4 separate regions of the Mus musculus genome follow, and all the other regions are linked to region 4. Evidence: chromatin contacts called from public HiChIP or PLAC-seq and promoter capture Hi-C data. All regions are on one chromosome and are shown on one strand. Each heading gives the region's core, a stretch centred on a gene start, on an enhancer-like site or on the middle of the called end of the contact. The rest is flanking DNA. Distances are from core to core; before and after follow the strand shown. Region 1 overlaps Mmp14 (matrix metallopeptidase 14 (membrane-inserted)). Region 2 holds the start of Rnf212b (ring finger protein 212B). Region 3 overlaps Slc7a7 (solute carrier family 7 (cationic amino acid transporter, y+ system), member 7). Region 4 holds the start of Ajuba (ajuba LIM protein).

Region 1 (5,064 bases), core at 1,632-4,131, 130 kb after region 4:
ACATTCAGGGACATGGTATCTCTAATGGAGAGAATTTGGGGAGAATTTGGGGAGCACACAAGGGTCCTTTAAAGACACTGGCTCTATTTTCCTAAGTCATATAGTAGATACATTGCCTCTTTTCTACTAACTTGCAAGGAGCCTGTTTTTTTTGTTTGCCTCTTTGCTCCTTTGTTTTGGTTTCTCGAGACAGGGTTTCTCTCTGTTTAACCCCAACTGCTCTGCAGACCAGGCTCGCCTTGAAATTAGAGATCTGCCTGCCTCTGCCTCCAGAGTGCTGGGATCAAAGGTGTGCACCAGGACAGCTAGGCAAGGAGCCATTTTTTTTATTCCTCTTCTGTGGGCAGCCTGGCCTTGCTCCAACTGGACCCCCATTCTTCCCGGAGTTAGGGAAGTGCCCGGAATGGGAAATCCAGTGAATGAACAGGATATGAGCTGTGCTGAGGTACTTCCCAGGCCCATCTGGTACTTGAGTCAGTGAGCTACTTCAGGCCCTCAGTGGATGCCCTCCCGACAGCCATCACAGTACCGCCTCTACTGTCTGCTTGCTCTCCGGTCATTTTCTACCCAGGTGTCTGTTTTCGGACAGTGTCTCGTGTAACCTAAGCTGGCTCTCCTGTTTCCATCTTCTGAGTGCTAGGGTTAGGGTTATGGATGTATGTCACAACACCTGGTTTTATGGGGTGCTGGGATCAAACTCGGGTCTTGCACATGGTAGGCAAGTCCTCTATGGACTGAGGCATACCCCCAGCCACAGACCTGGGCCTTTGTGAAGCAGCTTATCTCTTTTATGCCCACAGAGGCCACAAAGACTGGAGATAAGTTGTTTAGGGGGACCTGGCCTCAGCAAGCATGCAGAGTAAGCTGCCCCCCCTGGGGATGTGATGACAGCCCTGGCTTAAGGAGTCTAACAGTCCTGCTGTGGAGCACCAGGACTAATGGCAAGGGAGCATCGAGGGGGCTGAGGAAAGCAGGCTCCGAAGGAACTAAGCCACTGGCACCACACCAGCATGGAAAGTATGTGTATGAGCTCATTGGGAAGCTGGGTCCTGTCCAGTCAGGCCTGCCTGCCTTCCAGACCCTGGCTGTTTAGCCCCAGCGCAGTCTGCCACTGGGTCTCTCCCAGACTGAGGGGAAAAGGCACTAAGGGGTAGGAGTAAGTATAGAAAACTGGTTTCCTAAAGGAGAAATAGACTAAGGTTTGAGGTGAGTACAGATCTGGTACAGGAACTGTAGGACAATTGTCTGAGCTAAGGCTGGAGTTTTCTGGGGACTTAATGGGAATAGTAGCCATTCCTCTGAAAGCTTTGATGCCTCCTATTCTTAAAGATTTGTTTATTTTATGTATATGAGTACACTGTAGCTGTCAGACACACCAGAAGAAGGCATCAGATCCCATTACAGATGGTTGTGAGCCACCATGTGGTTACTGGGAATTGAACTCAGGACCTCTGGAAGAACAGTCAGTGCTCTTAACCGCTGAGCCATCTCTCCAGCCCCTGGTGCCTCCTATTCTTATCAAGGTGTTCACCAACACCCCCTACTATTGTATGTAAGCACCTTTAGCCCCTCTGGTTTCTGAGTCCATGTGGCCTTTACCTTCCTTCCTTCTGAACACTTGCTTCTACCTCTGAGAAGCAAAGGGTGCAAACTGGCTGTCCTTTCTGAGGAACCTCTCCCATGCCCCATCCTCCCTACCCTGGTTGCCTTCATTGATCTGCTGCATGGTCCAACAAGCAAACACAGATATCCTGTCAGTTCCCCAAAGCATACTGGCTGCATGGAGCTACACTGGAAGAGATGCCCAAGGAACCTTGTCAGAATCTGCTTCCATAGAGCAACCACCCAAGTTTCTTTGGGGGGTCTTAGTTTTGCTTTGCTGTGCTGAGGATCACATTTAGTCCTGCTCATGTTAGGCAAATGTTCTCCCACAGAGCCACGTCCTTAGTCCCGATATGGGGCTAATTTGAACTAAGGAACTGGTTCCAACTGAGACCTTGCTCTGTATACTGAAGGCCTACAGCAAGGATACAGAGGTAGCTGGGAAGTCTGTTTAATGGGTAAAGGCATTGAGAATGGGCAGGGAAGGACCACCACGGCTAACCAAATTGTAATGTGTGGAGATGTCTCTCTGACATCTTCTCTTGCAGAGAGTGCAGTTCCTCTTAGGCTGTCCCTTCCCTGGCCTGCCTGGCTGGTAGCCCAAGAGGCTTTGGACCTGCTGCTATCAGGACCCCTGGAAAGGGAGAGTGCAGTAAAGAGAGGCCCCTCCCCCCACGGGGTGCGTTGGTGGGCAAACTGCTGCTCCTTCTTGGCCTTCTTTCCCACTCCAGTATCTTCTTAGCCCAGTGTCCTTGGGGCAGCCCAAACCTCCTCACATATTCCAACTGGCTCCTTCTGGCTGCCCCAACTCACAAGTACTGCTTTCGAATAAAGGAACTTGGAACCATAGAAACTGGGTCAGGCCCAGCAGACAAATCGGCCAGGCCAGGCCAGGCCAGTGAAAACAGTTGGTAGGTCCTTGGGAGCCAGAGGGCCCTCTGCCTCCTGTCATCCTATCCTGACACGGTGGCTCACTCAAGTGGGACCTTATGACCACGAAGGCACCCTCCAAGGTCCCGGGGTGGGGTGGGCAGGCTCAAGTACATCATCAGCACCAGACATGCGGCCTCCACCCCACAGTCCGGTCTGCGCAGAATCCATCCTCCAGCTCATCTCCCTTTGTCTCCAGTTCTGCATTCCCATTTCTCTCGTTGGCTTCAGAGAGCATCTTGTGATTCCAGAATCCCAGCCAAACAATTTCCTCGTGATGGGGAAACCGCACTCCTTTCCCGGGCTCCCCCTCCTCTTCCCTCCTGGGCTCTTCCACTGGCTCCAGCTGTGCTTTGCAGAATTCCCTCTGGATAACATCTGTAATTACCTCCAGATGTGGACCACAAAAACACAAAGGGGCCATTAGCTCATCTTTTACTTTTTTTTTTTTTGGTCACATGAACGGGCTTGATTCCCCCTAGATGCCCCTGACTTCCCCAGGGCCACCTCAGCTCCAAATCTTTTTGGTGAAGGTGGCGGTCGGTGGAGGCTGTTCCTAACTTCACTGAGACACACGGGGCCCTGGCAAACAGCTGTTGGCAGCAGAGGCACAGGTGATCAGGCACAGGGTCAGGGTTGTTGGCTGGCAGGAAGGTAGGGTACCCCATCTGCCAAAGTAACCATACCAAGGACCCTGCAGAGCAGCTGGATGGAAGAGGGCATGGGTGGAGCCAGGCTCTGGAAGGCAGGCTGTGGAGGACCTGGGCGGGAGCCCAGGGAAGACTGGGCTGAGGCAGGAAGGGAAGGCGGGAGAAGGGGGCTGCTCTCCTTCAGCTGAGCTGACTCAGCAGCTGGGCTGACCCCTCCCTTCAGGCTGGTTTTGGAGGAAGGGAGGGTCAACAGCCTAGGAACCCTGTCTAGGGCAGCAGTTTCTATGGAAAATGGAAACAAAGCCTTGTTATTTAACCCTTCCAACCTGAGGGTCCTGGATCTTCTGGGACAATGGAAGAACTCTGTTGTGCCAGGGAGAGGACACTCCTTGGAGCGCAGACCATGAAGAAAACTTTTTCTTTTTCGTCTCTAGACTCCTGATCCAACAGCAGGGTCTCAGGACTATAAGAACCACCACCTCTCTGCCCCCTACCGCACCCCTTACTGTGTAGCCCCAGCTAGTTTAGATCTTATTCATGTAGACCAGGCTAGCCTTGACCTCCTGCCTCCATAGAGTAAAGATGCCACCATGCCCAGCTTTAGCAGGACCTCCCTAGGAAGGGTCTCCTTAGGTCCTGGGGCCTGTCATTGAACTTCAGACTAATGTGACCATGGGAATACCCTTGCTGAAGGGACAGATTTATGCGGAAACTCAAATGTGGCGAGATCACACGGCAGAATAATGCAATTTAGGAAGATTTTCCAAATGGCCTCAGCTTGACCACTTCCTCTTATTCTGGCAGCCTTGATTCTCAAAGGTAGCCTTTTAAGGCTTTTGGGGGGAGAAATATGGGTTCTTCCAGTCACTCCTCTAACCTCCAGTGGGGTATGACTTGTTCCCCAACTGCAACTCTTAAGTTCTATCAATCTAAGAATAAATATTTATGACAAATACTAAAACCTGCATCATGGGAAATGCTGTTCTTAGTGTCTGCCCTCCCTAGCCCTGCTTGGCCACATCGCATCGTATCCACCCCTACACCCAGCTCGAGTCACACAAAGAATGTGAAACACAGTTTATTCTTCTTGGAAAGGTTGAACAAGGTCAAAAAATGTCCTTAGAGAGCACTGACCCAGCCCCGCCCTGCAGGTTTCTGGGGTCAGTCGCCTCAGCCCCCCTCCACCCCCCACCCCTCCCCATGCCCCTTGTTAACAAAAAGGAACGATTTGAATGGCATTCATATATAATAATTATAATAAAAATATACATTAAACAAAACAAAAAAAAAACCCAAACAAGACAGAAATTTAGCTGGGCTTCCAGCACCGTTCACCCCTATCCCCAACCCCCACCCAGACATTTCTCTCCTCTCCTCGCCTCTCCCTCCACAGGGTCTCACTCTCCCAAGTCCCCAGTACCATGACCGCCTTCAGTGGCTGAAGGAGACTTCAAATGGGTCAACTGGGCGGGGAAGAGGAAGGGCAGGACATAGGTAAAATGGGCTGAGGGGTGCCTGCATCAGGAAAGGGAGGCCACCCTAACCAACAGCACCCAGACACCTGCCTCACTAGGGCAGTGAGGAAGTCTAAGCAAGCCCAGGCTGCTGACAGCCTTCTCTGGTCTCCATTGAGTCCCTGTATGCATGTTCTTCTCACTCCTGTATCAATTCCTACCCTTGCCTTCTACACTGTGAGCAAGGGGACAGAAAGTGGCCAGTGTGGCTTCCCTTAAGGCCCTTTCTGAGACATCCAATAAGATGTGCCCACTCCTGGGGACTAGTGTCCCGTGTGTGCACTGCAGTCTGTGCAGACTCCCAGGCATACACTGCCACCACTACCCTTCGTGTCCTGCCCTCTCTGACTGCTCTCTTTGGGTCCCAG
Region 2 (4,877 bases), core at 537-3,036, 240 kb before region 4:
AGACAGACCACACTTGGGCACGTCTTATAAAAGTGAAGCAGTTGATGATAAGAGTCTCAGCTAACACAGCCTCCCCCACAGAAACCCAGTCACAGATCAAGAAGGTGTCTTAAGTCATGACCAGGCTCATCCCCACCCCTCCCACACATGGACACACGATATACATGATTATAACCACACCTAACCAATTTATCCAAAATTCCATCTTTACTGGTAATTCTGGAATTAGAATCCAATTCTCCTGATTCTGTAGAAAATACATGTTCCTACATTAAACAGTCCTTCCGTTCACATGGTACTCATATGGTACGATTTTTTTTTCTAACAGCAATTTTTGCATAATTTAAATATATATCCAAACAAAAGTTATTTTGTGGGGTTGGAAAAAAAAGTTTATTTCATGGGTGGAGCGAACATGTGCCACAGGCAAGTGTAGAGGTCCCAGTTAACTTCTGAGAATTGTTTCTCTCTTCCCTCCATGTTGATTCTGGGAAGTATGAGCTCTACATAAATGGCAACTACTTTTACCCATTGGGCCATCCTGTTGGCCCACTTTGTAGGAGTTGTTTATTTGTTTTGTTTTTTCAGACAGGGTTTCTCTGTGTAGCCCAAGCTGTTCTGGAATTTGCTCTGCAGACCAGGCTGTAGGAGTTTTTTTTAATGAAGAAACTGACATTTGAAAACAGCCCTGGGCTCTAAAAACCACAACAAAATATGTTGGATATGCTAGTTAATATTTATTAATTAGCATAATATAATTGATCGACTTTTATAAATAATACATCTATAAATATAATTCTTAATATAAATTAATATTTAAGCTGTTAAAATAAAACAAGTTTCTTCCTCGCTATCACAATCCTCTCTGAACAATTCATTTTTAGAGTGCCAGTTTATGCAGAGGCTTACAAAGTCAATGAGGTTACTTTGCACCCCATCTTTAGAGATTCTGCCACTTAGCCAGTGAAGTGGCATGCACTTTCAGTCCAAGAACTTGGAAAACAGAGGCAGGTGGACCTCTGAGATTTCAAGGCCAGCCAGAGTTAGATAGTAAGACCCTGTGTCAAGAAATAAAACAAAATGAAATAAAAATCTGCCGTTTAAGATTTATGATCGATGGAGCTGGAGAGATGGCTCATCGGTTAAGAGGGACAAGGGTAGGGTGACTTGAGTTTGATACCTGGGGTCCACAGGTAGAACAGATTCCCACAGGCTGCCCCATGCCTTCCACGTGTGCGCCACGGCAAGCGAACCACCACCCGGTAACTATTCGCATGCCCCACACTCAACTACACAAATAAATGTAAAATGTTCTTTAATTTACTAAATGGTAGGGTGAGGTGGCGTAGGACGTTAATCCTGGCACTTGGAGGGCAGACGCAGGCAGACTGACTGTGAGTTGGAGGCCAGCCTGGTCTACACAGTGAGTTCCAGGGCAGCCTGGGGTATGTAGTGAGAACCTGTCAATGAATGAATGAATGAGCAAATAAATATCTAAATAAGCCGTCCCCACAGCACCAAGCTGGGGGTGGGGGTGGGGGTTCCAGTCGCGGCTACACTTAAGTGGTAAGCGGCCATGCCTGGCTTGGGTAAGAGGCCGCCAGCCTTCACGCGGCCTCCAGCTCGACCCTTTCTAGCTCGTGCCCCTACCAGCTTGGCAGCCGGGTTCCAACGTTTCTGTTCTCAGACCATCCGGTTCTCTCCCTCACGAGGCACAGGAAACGGCGGGAAAACAAGCAGCCTCCGCCCAGGGCACGGCCACCAGGTTCGAAGCTGCGCACGCCAGATTGAACCAGCACGCGGTGGGGGCGGGGCGGGGCGCTGATCCTCCTGCGCAGCCGCAGAAGCAGCCAGGCCTCGACAGACAGGTGGGTCCTACGGTGGCCTGATAAGTCCAGGAGGTCTTCGAAGCAGCCCCTTGTTACCTACCATGGAAGCAGAGAGGGAAAAATGAGCCTATTAATGTTCCAGCAAACGACCCCCAAAACAAAAAGAAACGGAGTCGCAAGGCCATAGAAGCTTTGGCATAATCTAAAATGAAATAGAAATAATGGCAGCTTTAAAAGTACAGCATTGCGGGGCATGATAGCACACGCCTTTAATCCCAGCACTTGGGAGGCAGAGGCAGGCAGATTTCTGAGTTCGAGGCTAGCCTGGTCTACAAAGTGAGTTCCAGGACAGCCAGGGCTATACAGAGAAACCCTGTCTCGAAAAACAAAACAAAACAAAAGTACAGCATAAATTCGAAATAGAAAAACTAAGAAGTTGTTATGTGGATAGAGGCTGATTGGCTATAAACTCACAACAAACAGACCTCCAGAAAAAAAGTTTAGCTTTTTGGGGTTGTTTGTTTGTTTGTTTGTTTGTTTGAATAAATGAACCCAGCCCTGGCGGTATGCTTGGGAGGGTGAAGACGGAGGATGGAAGATCTCAGCTTCACCCCTGCCTAGTTACAACCTGTGATACTCAAGGCCCTATACTCAAAAAAGAAAAGAAAAGGGGAGCAAAAGGAGATGGGAAGAGAAGAAAAAAAAAACGATAAAAAGGAAAGAAAATAAACATTTCCACTGCGCTGGTTGTCGGTGTTTCTTTTGTTTTTAGGTCAGCTTGGTCTAGATAGTAAGCTCCAGTCTATCCTGGGCTACATACAGCAAACCCTGTCTCTAAAAATTAAAGAAAAAAGATGAAAACCAACCAAACAAGAATAACCTATGGGGAGAAAACCCCATATCTGTGTGTGGAAACACACTTTATTTAAATGCTAAAGTATAGAGCACCTATAAGATTTTAGAAACATGTAATTTTAGAAGCGTAACAATAAACATACAGAAGCCTGCTAGTGGTGGCCACGCCTTTAATCCCAATAAAGGGAATCACTCTTGTTCACCTCCAATAAAGAGAGCTGTGTCACTGAACACTATCTCCCGAGAAGCCTGTTTCTCCCACATCTAGATGACCAAGTTTCTGTCTAACCCACCTGCATGGTAAGCTTCTTTCCCTCCTGTCCAGCCCTGTGTGCAAAGGTGCCTTTGCGCACACCTGAGGGCAGAAGCAGACCCAGGCCAGCATCACCTCTCCAGCATCCCTCTCAACAAAACAACAAACAAAAAACATTTCTGCTTAAAGAGCACACATAAAAACCCAGTGGTGGGGGGCAAAACCCACCATAGGTGAAATTTGATGCTAAGTGACAAATTGTGGAATCCACTTATATAATACAAGGCTAATACGTTTAAAATACAGGGAGCTTTTAAAAATGTTAACAACATTATAAAACTTGAATCAAATAGATGAATGGTTAGTCCCTAGAAAAGAATAAAAATGACATGTAAGGACTGGGAGTCCACCTCAGTGTTAGGTCATTTGCCTAGTGTGCATAAGACCCTGTGTTCAAGCCACTGCAAAAGCAACACCCTTTGAATGGTTTAAACTATTTTATTTATTGTGGCTATTGTTATTATTAGTGTGTGTGCATGTGGAAGTTGTAGGGGGTCAAAGACAACATTTTGGAGTTGGTTCTAACCTTTCACCATGGGCCTCATGATTGAATTTAGACTTATATGGTGTATTAGTAAGGTTTTCTTCTTTTTTAAAAAAATATTTATTCTTTTCTCTTTGTATCACTTTTTTAAAAAGATTTATTTATTTATTTTATGTATGTGAGTACACTGTAGCTGTACAGATGGTTGTGAGCCTTTATGTGGTTGTTGGGAATTAAAATTTTAGGACCTCTGTTCACTCCTGTCAGTCCCTGCTCACTCAGGCCCAAAGATTTATTTATTATTATACATAAGTACACTGTAGCTGACTTCAGACACACCAGAAGAAGGCGTCAGATCTCATTACAGATGGTTTTGAGCCACCATGTGGTTGCTGGGATTTGAACTCAGGATCTTCAGAAGAGCAGTCAGTGCTCTTACCTGCTGAGCCATCTTGCCAGCCTTTAGGAAGATTTTCTATTGCTGTGAAAAGACACCATGACCATGACAACTCTTAATAAGGAAAATGTTTAATTGGGACTGGCTTACAGCTGAAAGGTCTAGTCCATTATAATCACGACAGGAAGCATGGCAGCATGCTGGCAGACATGGTGCTGGAGAAGGAGCTGGCAGTTCTTCATCTGGATCTACAGGCAACAGGTCTTCCTGAGACGGTGAGCCACTGAGCCTGGGCTTGACCTTCTGAGACCTCAAATTGTGCGGGTTTTTTCTATTGTTCCTTGCTAAGGCGGTTACTTTTCTTTATAGACCTGCGAAAGAGTGAACGGCAATAACCACACAGCAGAGTCAATACTGGGCTGTTTTGAGATTTCCTCTGCCAAGGCAACTCATCCAAAACTCTTCAATTTAGCTTCAGGCAGACTTTTCAGACCCAGGCAGAAATCAGCCACGTTCTTTGGCAAAATATCACAAGAATGGTCTCTCAGACACAAATTAGTATTCTTCTCCCCTGGAACCTCTTGAGCCAGGCCTCCACAGTTTAAATCTCTCTCAGCACCTCTGTCTTCCACGTTCCTACTAGAATAGCCCATTCCATCCCACATAAAGCATTCAACTAATTCTAATGCAAAGTTTCAAAGTCCACATTTCTCCAAACAAAAGCATGGTTGTGGTGTCTCTTCAAAGCAATAAAACCCTAAGGAAGGCACATGGCAAACTCTTTTGCCCACTGAGCCATCTCACCAAGCCCCTTAAAACATTTTAGAAACTTTATAACCTCACTTTTAATAAGAAACATACCAGTGAAAATGCCATCAAAGTATCACTTTCCATCTGTTAGGCTCAGGGAAATTCTGTTACCCAGATATGGGAGAACAGTCTCATATATTGTAGGATGAGTATGTCAAATGGTGATGGCCGTAAGAAGGTGATGTGCGC
Region 3 (5,189 bases), core at 524-3,023, 190 kb after region 4:
AGCCTGGTCTACAAAGTGAGTTTCAGGACAGCCAGGGCTACACAGAGAAACCCTGTCTCAGAGAAAAGAAAAGAAAAGAAAAGAAAAGAAAAGAAAGGAAAGGAAAGGAAAGGAAAGGAAAGGAAAGGAAAGGAAAGGAAAGGAAAGGAGAAGGGAAGGGAAGGGAAGGGAAGGGAAGGGAAGGGAAGGGAAAAGGGAAAATAAGGGAAAAAGGGAAAAAGGGAAAAAGGAAAAAGGAAAAAGGAAAAGAGAAAAGAAAGGTCTTCCTTTGTTACTTACAAAATGTGGCCCATATCTTAGAAGGGACACAAAGATGCCAGCCTCTTCATTGTATCCTTACCTTAGGGAGAAGGGTTACTTTCATTGTTGGACTTTTCCCCCCCTCTCTGTCCTGGACCTGGCTCTGTAGACCAGGATGGCCTTGAATTTAGAGATCTATCTCTGCCTCCTGAGTACTAGGATTAAAGATGAGTACCATCACTGCCCTACCAGACTGACTCTGACTCTGACTCTGACTCTGACTCTGACTCTGACTCTGACTCTCTCTCTCTCTCTCTCTCTCTCTCTCTCTCTCTCTCTCTCTCTCTCTCTCTCTCTCTCTGTCTTTGAGACAGGGTATTACTATGTCCCTTGGCCTGCCTGGAACTCAAAACCAGAGGTTCACCATTCTCTGCCTCCCCAGTGTTGGCATTAAAGGCCAACCCACACCACCACACACAGGGTCTGCTATTGCGATGTAAGCCATCTTCCATCAGTGCAGGAAAACCAGGGCTGGAGAGATGGCTCCGCAGTCACAGCCCTCGTACAGGATCTGGGTTAGATTCCCAGCACCCACAGGGAGTGGCTCACACAGGTCGCCTGTAGCTCAGGCCTCTGGCTTTCTCAGGCACCCGCACTCATGTGGTGCACATGCAGACAGGAAGGCTAGAACAGGTGCAGGACCAGATAGACGGTCTGGACTTGTGGCGTGTGGCACACATTGTCAGATTAGAAAAAGGCAGTTTGCTTTCCCAATAAAGATTACAAAACATGTAAGAAGCGGGAAAGGAGACAGGGCTTCCCTGACATCCTTTGATGGTATTAATTTCATTCTGTTATATTTTGAACTCTATGAATTAAGAAGAGCATATTGTGGAAAAATGCAAGCACATATTAATGCAAAAGTAGAGTGAACAATGAGACCAACGTTTGTTACTCCAGCACAGTGTACGTTGTCGCTGCTGTGGTCCCATCCCGTGAGAGTACTGAAGCTTATCTAAGCATCATTAACATTTAACTTGTAAGCTTCAGGATTAATCTCTACGGGATAAGGACTCACAGTTTGTTGGTGAGACTTTAGACTATTTGAAGTTAAACCTGGGCATTGATCAGAGCAGGCTAAAGGTATTGCTACTTTTGGATTAAAAATTATCTTATGTGTATGTGCCTGGATGCATGTGTGTGTCGTGTGCATGGAGGATCCTGCAGAGATCAGAAAATTGTGTATGGTCCCCTAGAACCGGAGTTATGGGTAGTTAGTTGTGTGGGTGTTGGGGACTAGACATGGGTTCTCTGCAAGAGCAGCAAGTACTCTTAACTGATCGGTCTCCCACCTTCCCTTTTCAGAACAACCTGGGCATTTCCATTTTGTTCTAGAGCGGATTCTGGGCCCTCATGACAGCATCCTCCCCAGAGACTTTGTGTCTGCTGGGGTTGACCTGTCCTGGAGTGCCTCTTCAGGTTGCAGGAGTGTCATCTTCCCAGCAGCTGCCTTGCAGGGATAGAGTAGCAGCTGGGTCAAGGTTAAAGGTCATTTTAGGCAATCCTCCCATGGACTTGGCTCAGTATTGGGTGGGGACTGAATTACCCGCCGGGGTAGAAGGGCAGGTGTCTTTGTCTGTAGGCTAACTTGCATCCATCCCTATTATTCTAACCCTGAGGTCTCCTTCCTCTGACTCCGCAGCAGGAGGTGGGGCTTTGCTTCAAGAGCCATACTTTTGGCTGAGCTTTGGGGACTCTGGTCAGCTGTATCTGTTAGGGGTGGGGACAAAGAGCCTAGTCAGCATTGAGGCTTGCCTTATTCATTTCCTGTTCCCAGGGCCAGGCTCTCTGGAGGAAGCTGGGAGCTGTGCAAGGTGTGAGCCAGCTCCCTTCAGCCGGTTCTCTCAGTGCTCCCGTCTCTGTGTGTAGGGTTTTGCATTCAAATTGAGCCTCCCCTCCTCAAGTTCAGTACAGAGAGCAGACCGGGACATGATGGGGGTCTGTGACTGGGGGTTGTTCCCCAGTAGTGGGGAACATGGCAGGTAACAGAAGGGATGAAGTGATCCTAGCCGTAGGGATCAAAATATCAACATTCTCAGCCTGGGAGTTGTGACCTCGATGAGTGTGCGTGGGGGTCCAATGACCCTTTCACAGGGGTCACATGTCAGATACCCTACATAACATATATTTACATTATGATTCATAACAGTAGTAGAATTAAAATGGTGAAGTAGCAACAAAATTTTTTGTTTGGGGAGGGTCACTGTGGCATGAGGAACTGCATTAAAGGGTCTCAGCATTAGGAAGGTTGAGAACCGCTGCTCCGCATTCTCCTGGCCGGGGTCGCTGTAAGAAAAGGCGTGAGTCAGCTGTCTTGTCTGTGCTCATGACCGTGAACAGAACCAAGACAAAGTGCCCTGTGACATGGAGCTGCAGACTCTGCGAAGCAGAAGTAGTCCTTTAAGTCTATTCCAGTCCCATGCTGTGACCTATGGTTACCCTGCTAGGCTGGCCCACCCTGGGGCATCGTTGGCCACTCAAAGAGACAAAGTAAGAGTAGATGCAGAGGGAGATGCACTCAGTATGGCAACACTGGGAAGGGAAACGAACAAGCAAAGAGGTTCAGTAGATTCTAATATGAGGCTTAGGTCTAAATAGAGGGTGAGAGACATGCACAGCTAAGCAGCCCTGGTAAAAGAATGGTCTCCACCACCCTGGTCCTCATCGCCTTAGTTCTAATGTCTCTAGCAAAGTGGCCTGAGAAGATGCCACGCTGTGTGAAATCACTTTGAGTCACTAGGTTTTCCTGCAGCCGGCACCAGGCTTCAGCCCTTTTCTTTTCTACGCACGGGATGCCTAAGGAAATTCCAACTTACTTGGGACCACGGCTTAATGATCTGCTAGCCAAAAGTGGGGAGAGATATAAGTTTCACTTTAGAATGTCTTCATTCCTGCCAGGGGGTTCCTGTTCTAGGGGCCCCCACTCTCCTGAGCATACATAGGCAAAGCACATCTGTGTTTGGCGTTTCTAATGAAAACTTGGCTTGCAGAGCCTAAAGGTGGAGAGTGGCCATTGCCAGATAGGGAGAGACAGGTTTCTCGTGGTGTTGAAATAGCTCAGGATGGAAGTCCAGTGGGTAGCGAGGGATGGACCACTGGCTGAGGAAGAGCAGTGTCTGACAGGCTTGTGGAGGGCAAGATAAAGACACGTTATTTTGTGGGATTACTGAGGAGACAGTACACTACCGTCTTTAATGATTAACTTAGCACCGGGGTGGCCTGGAGCGATGGGTACGTGTTTGCTCAGCCTTTCGATAAGGTTTGGTTGTTTACTGTTATGTCTATTAGGCACAAAGACATGTATTTGAGTAGAGCCAGAAATCTCCTCAGAAGAAAACAGAAAAAAACGTGGGTAATACGTAGAAAGGGAGCTGGGGAGGTGGCTCACTGGGCAGAGTGCCTGGTGCTCGAGAAAGGAGACCTGAGTTTAGACCCTCAGGGCCTGCTTAAAGAGTCAGCTTGCTGAGTACCTGGGGGAAATCGATGAGTTCCAGGTGCAGGGAGATTATCTCAAAAAAGAGTAGGGCGGACAAGCTGACAATGTGGCTTAGCCAGTAAAGGCTCCTGCCACCAGGCCTAAGTTTGACCCCTGAGCTCCACATGGCAGAAGGAGAGAATTGTCTCTTACAAGTTGTCCTCTGACCTCCACGTGTGTGCTGTGGCATGCACACTTACGTGGGAATAACTATAATAAAAGATAAGGTAGAGAGGTGATGGAGGAAGACACCCGATATTGGCTTCCACGTATGCATGTAGGGGTGAGTGCACACTCATGTGCCTGTAGGGGTGAGCACACACTCCTCATTTGTGTGCACTCGCATACACACAGACACAGTAAGGTTAGAAGAAAGACTGGAAGAGAAGATGGCTTATTCTCCCTGTTTCTTAGTGGAGGCCTCTGGACCAGAATCACAACAAGGCCAGGACCTAATAATTGTAGGAGGTCTGTGGAGCCTGGGGGCATTGTCAGGACTCCGAATTAGTAAGATTGCTTTCTTTCCTTCTGAGATGGGGTCTCTATAGTCCAGGCTAGTTTAGGAGTCACTATCTAATCCAAGGTGACCTCAGATTAAAATTTGTGGGTGTATAAAGTGATGACAGGAACTGCTCCATGGTGTGGTGAAGGGGAGGGTTTTTATTGTAGACAAGAGAAAGCGATCCACCAGAGGCCCCTGGAAGAGTCCAGAGCAGAGAGAACAAGCAGGAGACTGAACATGGCCAGCAGACTGGACTCAGGCAGGGCTATCTGGAGGGAGGGGAGGATAGCAGGGATAGAGAATAGAACAAAAAGCAAGAGCAGAGGGGGGTGGAGCTGAGTGAGGGGTGGGGGAGACAAGTGGGAGGGTAAGAAGAGTGAGTACCCCCCCCCGGGGGGGAGGGGAGGGAAGCCTGTGAACTGGAGGGAATTTAGGGAGAGGAGGAGGTGAGAATAGCTAGATGCTAGTGTGGACTTTGACAGGTGCCTGTGGTACTGAGGGAGCCTAGAGGCCAGTATGCGCGTATGCGAATAGTTACCACAGGTAGCCATTTGTATCCTCTGCCAGTGATGGGGAAAGACTCCTTTTGGTAGAGGGGAGCTGGCTTTGTAGGGTCCTGAGGAATGCCGGATTTTATCTAACCTCCAGAAATCCTCCTCTAGTCCAGGTTGAGCCCATTTCTGGATATTTGGATTGTGTTTTGGGGTTTGGGGAATTGGAGTCTCCTTTGGACTAGGAGATCCTGTCCCAGTCTTCTGCGTGAGAGCCTGAGCTGCTGCCCTTGGGCTTGGAGTGGTTTCTCTTGTTTTCTTTGGATTTTTTATTTTTAAAAGATTGTATTGGTAGCCCGAATCAACCAAGACCTACGTTGGCCTTCCCTTTCCTCACTGGCAAGGCCAGCTTTGCTCTGAG
Region 4 (5,429 bases), core at 1,141-3,640:
AAGTGGTCCTCTGGCTTCCACATGAGCATCAAGGGGTGTGCTTGCATAAGTGCACGTGCACGTGCTCACACACTCATACACACACACACACAGATACACACAAACAAATATAAATATGATCAAAAATAAATAAAAGAGGGCTGCTTCTGGAGCTCCAGCCCCAGGCTGGACTTCCCCTGAGGGCATGAGCCTACTGGGTGGGGCGTGCTCCATCAGGGCGCCTCTTTGTCCTCTAACAGGAAGTTTCTGCTTCCTATTACCCCAGCTGTTCGTCCCAGCTATGCCCACTGTAGCCAAGCCAGACTTTGGGTAGGCCTTTTTAGGAGCTTCAAAACTTTTCTTACGTTTTCCTCTTCTCTTTCATCTAGGGTGGTGGTACACAGCTTTAATCAGCACTTGCGAGACAGAGACAGGAGAATCTCTGAATTCAGGGCCAGCCTGCTCTACATACCATTCTAGGATAACACAGAGAGACCCCATCTCAAAAAACTAAATAACAGGGTCACTTTCCTCTTCACCCCCAAAGTCAAAACTTCTAAATATTAGAGGTGTGCTGAGACCTCAGACATCCCTGGAAGACCCTCAATCATCCTTGCATCAGGGGGTAGGGGTGGGGGTTGGGCAGGACCCTCATGCTAGTTGTGAAAAAGCTGCCCACAATGGGTTGCAACCTGACAGGTTACTTCGTTACTGATGTTTTTAGCCTCAGAGGAAAATTTAGAGATCAGAGAAAAGCTGTAGTCTTGACCAGGGACAGACTGGCTATCTAGAGAAATCAATTCTGAGTTAAAATACAACTTAGACAAAGAGGTCAGTTTCCTTGTCCTTTTGGTGTGGTTTGGGGACGCCCCGTAGCCCTGACTGACACTGAACTCACAGATCATCTTGCCTGTGCCTCCCTGAGTGCCTGGGTTAATTGCAGTGTCAGAATCCCTGGCCTTTTTGTTTTGAGAGAAAGGTTTATGTAGCACAGGCTGTCCTAGAACTCACTACATAACCCAGACCGACCTCAAACCATCTGTTCTCCTGGCTTCAGACTTCTCAGTGCTGTGAATAGGTACGCAATGCCTGCCTTCTCCTCCCCACTCCCTAGGGATATAAAATTATAAAAGATTCTCAAAATATACAAATGAAAATAATATGCATGAGTTGTGTGCGTGTCATTTTCATAGACCCTAAATACAAAAAGGAAGCCAGATGTGGTGGCCCAGACCTTTAATTCCAGCACGTGAGAGGCAGAGGCAGGCAGGTCTCTGAGTTATAGGCCAGTCTGGTCTACAGAGTGAGTTCCAGGACAGCCAGGACTACCCAGAGGAACCCCACCCCCACCCCCACCCCCACCCCGTTTGGGGGTGGGTGGAAAGAAAGTAATTTCCCACCATTTCCTATCTCTCACCATCTGAGGTGTTATTTTTGGATAGAAAACAAAAGCTGCCTGGTTCTGGTTTTAGTCAAGCGTGTCTTTCCTTGATCATTGGTCATTATTACGTCTTACCCCTTTCCACCCTCAACATTTATCTAGTCCACTCCCCTTAAGAATGGCTGTCCACTCTGCCATCAGCCTCTTATGAGGAAGCCATGAGAGGGTCGGAGTTGGGAGAGTGTAACCTTGCCTGAAAAAATCACACTTTTTGATCTCTAGCCACCTAAAATGCTCGCTAAAAGTTTCACTTCTCAACACCAGGGGGTGTCTCTTCCCGTGTCTCGCTCTATTGCCCTTAGGGTTGCCTTAGTCCAAAACCTTTCTCCGTGTTTTTATGTACACACTAAATCTTCCTCTTGTCCCTCTAGCGACAGGGATCAGCCTGTTATTTTCCTCGCTTCTTTTCATATAAGCACATAAACCTCGTATCCTCCCACTCCACCATCAGAGAATCATGGGGCTAGAAAGTGCTTTTTTTATTGCAGCTTATCTGTTTGTCTCTCAAGTCTCCGGACCAACTTGTCCTTTCCCTGCTTTATGCATTCGTTGGTCTTGCAGCTCCCACACTTCTTGCCTGCGCCTCCTTGCCTCTCAGAGCTATCTTTACACACGGGTCTCTGGACCTCCTACATATCCACCTTTCATCTTCCTCTTACGGTTGGCCCCCTGTCTTATCACTTCTGTGACATCTCTCACCGTCTCCCCCGCAGTCCTCACTCTAGGAACAGTATCACGATATTTCTGTAGAACAAGCCCTTTTCTTCCCAACGTTGATGGATACATTCCACAGTGCCCCTCCGCGCATTCCAACTGTAAACAAAGAGTTCCTTTTCACTCCCCCTCCCCCAGTCTAAACTCTTGAATTTTGTGGACGCAGCTGCCCAATCTGCCCCTTGACCTTTTACGTCCTGTCTGCAGCTCTCCACCTCGGAGGCAGCTTCCACAGTTCCCTGCTTGTGATGCCCAGGAAATCCTTGCGCGGACACCTCAACCCGGGGTGCACACCGCGCTCCGCCCTTCCCGGAAAGTAGATCCGGCCAGGCAGACAAAAGTTTGGAGAAGTTGGGTCCGTGCAAGTGAGAGCCAGGGGGGCGGGCCGGGCCGGCGGGCGGTGGCGCGAGCGGACGCGTGGACAGACCTGCGGAGGACAGCCGCTACCGTGGGCCCTGCCAGCCGCGCGCGGACCCTCTCGCTGGGGCATGCTTCGGGATCGCGGGCACCCGGCACCTGGGCCGCTCGCTGAGCCCCCGTGAGTGACTTGCATCCCAGGAATCCGAGCCCCGGGGAACTCGAGCCCGGCCTCTGGCCGAAACACTGCAGCGTGCCGGGCGAGGAGGGGGCTGCAGGCCCCAGATCCGTGGGCATGGAACGGTTAGGGGAGAAAGCCAGTCGTCTGCTAGAAAAGTTGAGACTCTCGGACTCCGGCAGCGCCAAGTTCGGCCGCAGAAAGGGCGAAGCGAGCCGGTCTGGGTCTGATGGGACCCCCGGAGCAGGCAAGGGACGCTTAAGCGGGTTGGGGGGACCTAGGAAGTCAGGACACCGTGGAGCGAATGGGGGGCCTGGAGATGAACCTTTGGAACCGGCCAGGGAGCAAGGGCCCCTGGACGCCGAGCGGAACGCACGCGGCTCCTTTGAAGCGCAGCGCTTCGAAGGGTCCTTTCCCGGGGGGCCGCCGCCCACTCGAGCCCTGCCTCTGCCTCTGTCGTCGCCTCCTGATTTTCGGCTGGAGACCACGGCTCCAGCCCTTAGCCCTCGCTCCAGCTTCGCCAGTAGCTCGGCCAGCGATGCGAGCAAGCCATCTAGCCCCCGGGGCAGCCTGCTGCTGGACGGAGCCGGGGCCAGCGGAGCCGGAGGTAGCCGGCCGTGCAGCAATCGGACCAGCGGCATCAGCATGGGCTACGACCAGCGCCACGGGAGCCCGCTGCCCGCGGGGCCGTGCCTATTCGGCCTCCCGCTGACCACTGCTCCTGCGGGCTACCCTGGAGGGGCTCCGTCCGCCTACCCGGAGCTCCACGCTGCCCTGGACCGACTATGTGCCCATCGGTCCGTGGGATTCGGCTGCCAGGAGAGCCGTCACTCGTACCCCCCGGCCCTGGGCAGCCCCGGAGCTCTAACCGGAGCCGTGGTGGGAACAGCGGGTCCTTTGGAGAGACGTGGGGCGCAACCCGGACGACACTCGGTTACAGGCTACGGGGACTGCGCCGCGGGGGCCCGTTACCAGGACGAGCTAACAGCATTGCTGCGTTTGACCGTGGCTACCGGTGGGCGAGAAGCGGGTGCTCGCGGGGAACCCTCGGGGATTGAGCCGTCGGGTCTGGAGGAGTCTCCTGGTCCCTTCGTTCCAGAGGCCTCCCGATCACGGATACGGGAGCCAGAGGCCAGAGAAGATTACTTTGGTAAGTAGGAAAGAAGAAGCTAGGGAACCGAGAGACCGGTCAATGTGTGCGGTTACCCATCGCCCCGACAGCACAAATTGCTGGGGCCGGGAGTTGCAGGTGGAGACCCCAGATTTTTCTAATATGGAAAAGGGCGGACCCTAGAGCACTTGCTCAGTCCAGCCAGGTTTCTAATGGAACCAGGCTGATGATCCCTGACAAATTCAACTCTTGATTTTTCTCGGGAGTCCCATTTTTCTCAAGCATCGTGGCACGACGGCCTGTCGCAGTAGGAGGCCTCGGAAGGAGGAGGAGGCGCTGCGGGGCCAGGAGAGCATCCTCTCGCGCCCCCCTCGCGGCTGGGCTCCTGCAAGCTCCGGCGTGCCGCGCCCCCACCCGCTCCTTGCTCCACCCGTAGGAATTCGGGGAATGCGCGGGGGGCGGGGCGGGCGGCCGCGTGCGTGCCGACTCCTGCCCTGGCGCTCCAGGTGCCGTGGGCGACGCCCGCCAGGCGGAGGGGTGGGGAGCGTGTGCTTGCGTTGGGGGATGTTTGCTAGCTCCCGCGCAGTCTTGCCTGCTGTCGGGGAAATGGAGCCTGATAGGGAAGCCTGATAGGAAAGCAAGGATTCAAGTCCTGCCCGGTCCCGCCCCAGTCCTGATGGTGAGGTGTGTGCTGGTGGCCTTTTAAAATAGGCCAGTACCTATCCGCCTGTTTTCACCAGTTTCCGGAAATCAGGGCAAAACCAGTGACCCCGCTTGAGACCATTACACCTATTCCGTATGACTACCAAGTTTTACCTGTCTGAGTCCCTCCATAACTTGACCAGCATCCAGAAGGAAGTAGCCCTGCCTCCCTGCTCCTGTTGAGGAAACCTGGCCATGGTCTCTCTCCAATACTCGAAATTTTAAAGAAGTGTCGATCGCTTGTTAGAGCTGGGCGGTGGGGTGTTATCAAAACTCACAGACATTACTTAATTATAAAAAGTAGTCAGGATTTAAATGTGTACTCCCACTCGCCCCTGGACTCTGGGGGGTCTCCAGTTTTCCAAGTAACCTCGATTTTTTTCCCCTAGCATTCAAGTTCCTTTGCCCCTCCCCCCACGGCTAGTCGTCCCCCCTCCCCCCCAGAGAAGGATAACTGGAAGTTCAAAGGTAGCAGCAGAACCTTAGTAGGCTAGAATTCAATACACACACACCTTTTTTTTCACCTTCTAGGGAAGGGGGGACGCAGGGCAGACGATATAAATCACTTTGATCAAGGGAGACAGTAGCAGGGCCCATTTAGGAATTTCCTTTTGAGGCCCAAGAGTGAGCTGGGAAAAGAAGCCTCACTGGCTAAGCCATCAGAGCCCAAAGTAAGAAAGGCTCAGAAAGTGCTGTAAAGTGGCAGGAAGAAGCTAGGTGTGGATGCTCTGTGAGTGGAGGTGAGGCAGACGTGCCTGAGCATCGTCCTCTTTCCACAGTATCTGTGGCTTCCCACAGAAAGGCTCTGCCAGGACCCCCTGGCATGGCAGTCTTGGGCAAATTTCCCTGATCCTGAGAGAGAACACACACCTTTTGAACTCAGAAATGAGGCCAGGTTGCCTCCTTTGATAGCCCCTTACAAGCAGCTCTGTGTCCTAGTGCTAGCC

What was found. Promoter capture Hi-C pulls out the DNA fragments that hold promoters and counts their contacts. HiChIP or PLAC-seq counts read pairs in DNA pulled down with a chosen protein or histone mark.
Region 1: a promoter capture Hi-C map of second pharyngeal arch cranial neural crest shows a contact between it and region 4. The contact joins the enhancer-like site here to the promoter of Ajuba in region 4. A contact is called at or near these places in 13 of 39 promoter capture datasets (the 3T3-L1 cell line, the C10 cell line, the HPC-7 cell line and 9 more), 8 of 484 Hi-C or Micro-C datasets (cerebral cortex, cortical neurons, embryonic fibroblasts and 3 more), 8 of 115 datasets of contacts at active chromatin or transcription factors (bone marrow-derived dendritic cells, embryonic fibroblasts, embryonic stem cells and 3 more) and 3 of 9 other capture datasets (adipose tissue, liver and pancreatic islet).
Region 2: a promoter capture Hi-C map of hematopoietic stem and progenitor cells shows a contact between it and region 4. The contact joins the promoter of Rnf212b here to the promoter of Ajuba in region 4. A contact is called at or near these places in 5 of 39 promoter capture datasets (embryonic stem cells, hematopoietic stem and progenitor cells, hippocampal neurons and 2 more), 2 of 484 Hi-C or Micro-C datasets (the G1E-ER4 cell line and cerebellum), 3 of 115 datasets of contacts at active chromatin or transcription factors (bone marrow-derived macrophages and embryonic stem cells) and 1 of 9 other capture datasets (adipose tissue).
Region 3: an HNF4G HiChIP or PLAC-seq map of pancreatic cancer cells shows a contact between it and region 4. The contact joins the enhancer-like site here to the promoter of Ajuba in region 4. A contact is called at or near these places in 1 of 484 Hi-C or Micro-C datasets (nephron progenitors), 3 of 115 datasets of contacts at active chromatin or transcription factors (embryonic stem cells, extraembryonic endoderm stem cells and pancreatic cancer cells) and 2 of 9 other capture datasets (adipose tissue and liver).

Annotation. Positions count from the first base shown.
Region 1 is chr14:54,441,623-54,446,686 of GRCm38.p6, reverse strand. Mmp14 (matrix metallopeptidase 14 (membrane-inserted)) reads right to left here. Exons shown (of 10, transcript NM_008608.4): 10 at 4,231-5,064. Among named protein-coding and RNA genes, the nearest start is that of Gm24424, 5.9 kb to the left of the region's middle. Within about 2 kb of position 2,881, at least 120 of the 459 cell types and tissues checked have an H3K27ac peak or open chromatin away from gene starts, as enhancers often do. A contact at or near this core is called in adipose tissue, bone marrow-derived dendritic cells, embryonic fibroblasts and 5 more, where this site is marked.
Region 2 is chr14:54,811,059-54,815,935 of GRCm38.p6, reverse strand. Rnf212b (ring finger protein 212B) reads right to left here and starts at 1,786. Exons shown (of 15, transcript NM_001370899.1): 1 at 1,651-1,786.
Region 3 is chr14:54,380,320-54,385,508 of GRCm38.p6, reverse strand. The region is part of intron 2 of Slc7a7 (solute carrier family 7 (cationic amino acid transporter, y+ system), member 7); the gene reads left to right. Among named protein-coding and RNA genes, the nearest start is that of Oxa1l, 22 kb to the right of the region's middle. Within about 2 kb of position 1,773, at least 65 of the 459 cell types and tissues checked have an H3K27ac peak or open chromatin away from gene starts, as enhancers often do. A contact at or near this core is called in extraembryonic endoderm stem cells, liver and pancreatic cancer cells, where this site is marked.
Region 4 is chr14:54,574,622-54,580,050 of GRCm38.p6, reverse strand. Ajuba (ajuba LIM protein) reads left to right here and starts at 2,390. Exons shown (of 8, transcript NM_010590.5): 1 at 2,390-3,819. The coding sequence starts at 2,787.